2 separate regions of the Capra hircus genome follow, and region 1 is linked to region 2. Evidence: chromatin contacts called from public Hi-C data. All regions are on one chromosome and are shown on one strand. The core of a region is the stretch at or near the end of the contact, and the rest is flanking DNA. Distances in the headings are between cores, read along the strand shown.

What was found. A called contact is a pair of places that touch in the nucleus more often than the background predicts.
Region 1: a contact with region 2 is called in a Hi-C map of blood, with 2.2 times the contacts expected there. The contact joins the promoter of STAT6 here to the enhancer-like site in region 2. A contact is called at or near these places in 2 of 5 Hi-C or Micro-C datasets (both in blood).

The regions. Positions count from the first base shown.
Region 1 is chr5:55,651,807-55,655,221 of ARS1.2, reverse strand. It overlaps STAT6 (signal transducer and activator of transcription 6), which reads right to left and starts at 2,014. Exons shown (of 22, transcript XM_005680308.3): 1 at 1,761-2,014. It overlaps LOC102180828 (a long non-coding RNA gene), which reads left to right and starts at 1,962. Exons shown (of 3, transcript XR_001295688.2): 1 at 1,962-2,071.
Region 2 is chr5:55,584,995-55,588,288 of ARS1.2, reverse strand. LRP1 (prolow-density lipoprotein receptor-related protein 1) reads left to right here. Exons shown (of 89, transcript XM_018048051.1): 33 at 1-131; 34 at 432-566; 35 at 2,065-2,196; 36 at 2,417-2,551; 37 at 2,744-2,873; 38 at 2,997-3,123. Among named protein-coding and RNA genes, the nearest start is that of NXPH4, 33 kb to the right of the region's middle. Within about 2 kb of position 1,983, at least 1 of the 5 cell types and tissues checked has an H3K27ac peak or open chromatin away from gene starts, as enhancers often do.

The DNA.
Region 1 (3,415 bases), core at 765-3,264, 67 kb before region 2:
ATCCGAACCCAAGTGGGGATAAACCACCACTCTGTGCCCTTAGGATCCCTTCCGGATCCAGATCTCATAATCCCAAGAGGAGGGGGACATGGAAGGAGAACTGAAGAAGAGGAGATGGAGCAAGAGGAAAAGTAGAGAGAACTCAGGAAGGAGAAAAAGTGAGGTTAATTAGCCTGCAGCAAAAAGCCTGGAAGAGGGGCGGAGAGGCTAGCGGACTACAAGGAAGAGAAGGAAAAGGGGCAAGAGGCAAGGAGATGGGAGAATAGGGAGGAGGTAGTTGCCTCCCCATCCTAGGTGGACTGCAGGGCAGAGTGGGTAAACCAGTGGTTCCCCAGGGGTCTCTCAGTTCATGTTTCTCTTCCCAGAGATGACAGAAAGGATGGGGATGGAAACTCCCTAGGTCTCCCTCAACCCACTTAGCCCCAAGTTCTGCTGCGGCACGTTAGCTTCTCCCCTCTCCCAGGACTCCCAAAGGAACAGAGAACAGAGAGGCCCCTTTTCTGGAGATCCGTGCTCCTCCCCCAGTTCCTATATCCCCCTGAACTCTTTTCTCCCAAAGGCAGAATCCTCCCCCTCCTGCTCAGGGTCCTTTCATAGACCTTTCTCTACACCCACCTTGGGGTGGGGCACCTTTTGGTTTGTGTTTCAAACTTAAGGGAGGACTCCATTCCTCTCTTCCCTCTTTCACTCCTGTTTCTCAGGGTGCTCAGACCTTTGACCTCTATCTCTACCCTACTGGGGGACCGAGGTGATCCCTAAGTCAGAGGCAGCTCCCCTTTCCTCCATATCCCCTAGATTAGGAAGAGTGACCAGCTTCCTGGCATGGCCCTGCCTTCAAATCTCCCCTACTCCATCCTCAGACAACGAGGGGCCAGACTTTCCCCCACTCCCAGCCAATAACCAGGCTGGCTCAATCGGCCAGCCAGGCCAGGGGCATCTTCTGCTGTAAACCCCACAGAATACCGACAGGGAGGGAGGAGCCACGGCCTGGGGGGGGGGCGGGGCCCGCGTTCCCTTCCCCATGGGGAAGGGAAGTCCAGGATCTTCATCAGCCCCGCTTCGTGGCCTAAACTTCACCTCAACCCCCGACATTCCTGGGCCCTCTGACCGTGGGACCACAGGATCAGACGTCAAAAGAGCTTCTCTGAGTTGTGTAGTGTGTGTGTGCTGTGGTGGGGGCGGGGAGGGGCGCGGGGAGGCGGAGCCAGTTGGGCACCGGGAGGGTTAACTCCGTGACGCCGCCGGGCCCAGCGTGGAGCAGTTTTGAGGGGGAAATTCCCCCTCCTCTGGGGCACCATGAGGTTCTACTTCTGGGACACGCTCACCCGCTGGCCACACCCTTGAAGAGGAACCTTTGTGGGGGGCCCGGATAGGGGTCTGTGGAGGACCCACTGCCCCCTGCCATCAGTTTTCTATAGGGAGGGGCGGCCACTTCCCCCAAACCCAGAGGGCAGAGGGGCACCTCCTTGCCCTCCTTCCCCTGCCTTAACACGTCCCTGGATTGCGGGGGATGGGGTGTGTGGAAAAAGTGACCCATGCTGGGGAGGAGCAGGGCAAGTGCTGGGCCTGTACCCACTCCAGATTCCTCTGATATTTCGAAACTGCCAAAACTCAGTAACACCAGCCACCAGCCCCAGCTGAAACAATTTCTTGGGGACCATCCATTTTGCCCAGGCAGGATCCTGAAAAGCACTCCCCTCCGCCCCCCACATTGGTAGTCAGAGGCCCCCCACCCTCCCTCCTTGGAGGCATCCCCTCACCTTGGCAACCCCTCTGTTGTCGTCTCCCTCTCTCAGCGGGCTCTGCCAGGCCCCATGGGTCTGTAGCTCTGTCCAGCGGGTTCAGGACTGGCCCTGCTAGCACCCCTCCTCCTCCACCACCACCAAAAAGAAAACACACACACACACACACACACACACACACAATCCTCTCCCGTCCTCCCTCTTCAGTGTAAGCAGTGGCTGCCCCAGCCCGCTGTTTCCGGCTTCTCCGACTACCCAGGTCCCTCCCTGGAGCTCTGACGACACAGAGAAGAGAAAGTGGGCTGGAGGAGGAAGAGGAAGAAAGTGGGGTGAGCATGTGTGCCTCTGGTATGGAGTAGGGGAGCATGGGCTGGGAGGGGGAGCCAGGACTGGGGCTTGGGGGCCCCTGGCGCCAGGCTGGAGGAAAGGCTGATCCCCACTTACTCTGTCCCCCATCAAAAACAATCAACTTTCCTCCAGAAAGTCACCTAATATCAAGCAGAGACAAGCCACCCCAAACTACAGCTCCCATACTCAAACTCTTGCAAGGGCCGGAGGTTTGGGCTCAAGAGGGACTGGGCTCCCCACCCCCCCGGTGGGGGGTACGGCGGGGGGCTCTGGAAAAAGAAATCCCTCTGGCCCTGTGCTCCCTCCAGTGGAAGACCCTGAAAGCGGCCGGGGAGCTGGGACTCCTCGGTTCCCCTCCCTGCTGGGTGGGGAACGCCCTAGAGGTCTCGTGACCCGCTGATGGGAGGGAGTGGGGGAGGGGGCTGTGAAGCTCACAATCCTGCAGGCCTCCAGGGATGCCTGGAACTGAAAATCCTTTCCGCCACCTCCTCATGGGGTACTACTCCGGGGACCCAGGTAGGAGCCAGCGGCAAGCTGGAGTTGCTGCCCGTAGGTTCCCAAGGGACAAGTTTGAATATGAGTCTGCTGTGCAACCTTGGCAAAGTTCCTATCTGTTTCTGGAGTAAACACTGAGACACACCCAGAAATAAACGTGCATGTAGACAACTTCCCCAGCCAGAAGGACACTCCCTCCCACACACACACATGCTTACACACACGTGCAGGCAGGCTCACAGACATGTCAGCACTCAGAGCCACATGTAGTCACAAGGACACACACTCACACGCACAAGGCTTGCTCAGCTTCTGAGTCATCATTGTCACTACTGGATGGTTTTTGAAGCTTTGGCTGAAGGAAGAGCTGGAGGAGGCCAAGGGACCTTCAAGCCCCCAAACCTGAGAGACGTGTATGGGGAAAGGGTGGTCTCTGAGGAGCAGTAGAAGGTGGGAGGCAGTTTCTACTCCCCTCCTCTCTCCCCAAACAGGGCTGGGCTCAGGGGCCAAAGCCAGGCTTATGCTGCCCCCTGGTGTCCCATCTGATTCCCAGAACCTGGCTCCTCCCCCTCCCATCCACGTGGATGGGCAAGTATGTGCAGGTCGGAGTCCCCAGCTAGGCAGAGGGTAGGAGTTAAGAACTTGGCCCCTGGAGACAGGCTGCATGGGTTCAGATCCTGCCAGCACTGCTAGCTGCACAACTCTGGGCTGTTTTGTGCTTCAGTTTTGTTGTCTGTAAAATGGAGCAAATAATAGCCTTAACTTACAAAGCTGTGAGAGTGAAATGCAATAATACATGTGAATGATGCCTGGTACACAGGAAATGTTAG
Region 2 (3,294 bases), core at 734-3,233:
GTGGTGGGCAGATCAGGTGTCGGAGAAGATGGGCACGTGCAGCAAGGCTGACGGCTCGGGGTCCGTGGTCTTGCGGAACAGCACCACCCTGGTGATGCACATGAAGGTCTACGATGAGAGCGTCCAGCTGGGTGAGGCGGGGCGAGGGCAGGGCCAGTGGGCTGGGGTCAGAGGCCAGGGCTGCGCCAGGAGGAGCCCTGCGCACGCGAGGGGAGTGAGAACGGGTTAGCTTCTGCTCACCACCCATGGGGCCCCTCTTTCACAAGGGCCAGGGGCCCTGCGGGACTGGAGACCCTCTGGGTAGGGGTGGTGACCCCCACAAGGTCTGGGGTCAAGGGGTGACCGTCCTGTCCCAAGGCATGCTCAGGCCTGACGCCGAGGTCCTGAAGAGAGCCAGTAACCCTTTCTCTGTGCCTCCCGCTCGCCCCCAGACCACGAGGGCACCAATCCCTGCAGCGTCAACAACGGCGACTGCTCGCAGCTCTGCCTGCCCACGTCCGAGACGACCCGCTCCTGCATGTGCACGGCCGGCTACAGCCTCCGGAGCGGTCAGCAGGCCTGCGAGGGTCAGTGCCCCTGCCTCTGCTCCCCTCCCCTTGACCCCGGTCCCCAACCTGACTTGTCTTTGTCTACAGCCCACCTTCCTCTTCTCAGCTTGGGTGCAGGACAAGTCCATTGTGTATTAAGTGCCTTCTGGGTTAGATGCTTAGTCAGCATTCACTGTGCTGGTTGCTATGGGGGAGGCAGGGGACAGAAGTCCCTGTCCCTGTGCTCAGCAGGCTTAACCAAAGGTGGGGGAGGGGAGACATGAAGTGGCTCTGACTTCAGTAGGACTCTGGAGAAATAGATGTCAGAGGGGACACCAGGGTCACTTCATGCAAGAAGTATGCTGGGCACAGAGGATTTGAGTGTGTGGTTTGAAGGAGAAGGGACAACATGCCAGGCAAGGGGTCCAGAGCAGTAGGAGGGTCGGTGCAAGGCCCTGAGGTGCCAGCCTGAGTGGCGGGCAGGGTGTGGGGTTCATGGGTGAGGCTGTGGGGCAGGCGGGGTTCTGCAGGTTCTCAGCCAGGAGCACCTGGAAAGTGGTGTTTGGGGCAGATTAACCTGGCGGCAGAGAGCCGGCTGAGTAGGGGAGGGAGAGACCAAGGCAGTTAGACCAGTCAGGACGCTGTTAGCCTGGGCTGGGGCTCAGCAGCGGGGTTGAAGAGAAGGGATGAAACTCAGAGCTGTTTCGCAAGAACTTGCTGACTGATTTACAAGCCCGCCCCAGGACAGCATTTCCCAAAGTGCACTCCTAGGAACCTCCCTCTTTGATGTGGTCGATGTTACAGAAAGAAACACTGGGTTGAATTAAGTTTAAGTGGATTTTTTTTTTTTTTGCTGCAGAACTTCTCAGAGCCTTCCATATGCTCATCTGCTCTGAGAATTTTCTGTGGGGAGACTCTTAAGTGTTTGGAGTCTCCCCAGTCTCGAGCATGAATCCTTTTTTTTCAAGGATCCTGAGCAACCAGGGCCCATTAGGGGGATTCAGTTGAGGATTTGCTTTGCAAGGGGATAAAGGCAGGGGAAATTCTAGGGTGCATGGATAGTGGCACCTTATAAGAAATGGGGAACTGGGAAGGAGGCTGGCTCAGGAGCCGGGTGCTAGAGACCCAAGGATGTGATACAGACCAGACAGACGAGGACAAAGAGGAAACTAGGGTGAAAATCTAGACTGGGGAGTCACTTGGTCCTGTTGACTCATCTGAACCTCTCCAGATCCTCCCTAACACCTTTAGGGTTGTTGAAGGGTTGTGTGACCCAGAGAGTGAGGCAGAGCTGGTTGTGTGAAGTGAAAGCCTGGTCTCTGCTGCCCTCTAGTGGGCACTAAGGGGTCTCACAGGTGGTTCCCTGGAGCCGGCCAGGTGACTTGACTGGACCTGTCCCCACCCAGGCCCCAAGCTAGGGTGTGTGGTGAGAGGGGAGGTGTGATGGGTGGGAGGAGGTATCAAAAGGGTTTGTGGGTGACAGAGCCAAGCTTAAAGGGTGTCAGCGAGGCTCATGCCCAGTGTGCTTGTGTTTCAGGTGTGGGCTCCTTTCTCCTGTATTCTGTACATGAGGGGATCCGGGGAATCCCGCTGGATCCGAACGACAAGTCAGACGCCCTGGTCCCAGTGTCGGGGACCTCGCTGGCTGTCGGCATTGACTTCCATGCTGGTGAGCCATGGTGGCAGGAGCGGGCGGGACATGGCCTTCCCTTCGTGGTGAAGTGTTCTGGGGGACCAGGGAGAGGTTGCCTGACCACAGCTGCCCTACCCTGCTATACCGTCCCAAGCCACTGGTCTCCCCAGCTCTCAGTCATCCCCTTGTGATTTTGACCCCTCTACCTTGTCCCCTGCCTCGGTGAGCATCCCCATGTTGGCTCCTCTGCCCCCAGAGAATGACACCATTTACTGGGTGGACATGGGCCTGAGCACCATCAGCCGGGCTAAGCGGGACCAGACGTGGCGTGAGGATGTGGTGACCAACGGCATTGGCCGCGTGGAGGGCATTGCAGTGGACTGGATCGCCGGTGAGCTCTAGGGGGGCTGATGGACTGCAGGTGAGGCAGAGGACTGGGGCAGTGGGGTCTCAGGAGGAGGGGGTCTGAGGAGAAGGGGTAGGCAGGAACAGATGGGGAGAAGCGGGGGTCTCAGGCTGGAGGGGACGAGGTACATGAGTCCCCACACGCCCCCCTGAGCCCCCTGCCTTCCTCTTTCCTCAGGCAACATCTATTGGACGGACCAGGGTTTTGATGTCATCGAAGTTGCCCGGCTCAATGGCTCTTTCCGCTACGTGGTCATCTCCCAGGGTCTGGACAAGCCCCGGGCGATCACAGTCCACCCGGAGAAGGGGTGAGGAGCAGGGTGGGCTGACCAGTCCCCACTCCTGGCTCTGGTCTGGTCCAGGCCCTCTGGCCACAGGCCTGTTCTTCTCCGTGCTCTGGGGACTGACCCCCTCTTCCACCTTCACCCCAGGTACTTGTTCTGGACTGAGTGGGGCCAGTACCCGCGGATTGAGCGGTCTCGGCTGGATGGCAGTGAGCGAGTGGTGCTGGTTAACGTTAGCATCAGCTGGCCCAACGGCATCTCCGTGGACTATCAGGTTTGGATGCAGGCTCAGCCCTAGGGCCAAAGAGGCGGAACTCGCGCTCTGCGGGGAGGGGCAGCTCCCCACTGAATCTCATGTGACATGCCCATTGGTGGGAAAAAATGGACCAAGGAGTCATGGGGTCCTCTGGCCCAGGCCCCATGCAGAGTAGGGTTCCACCACCCG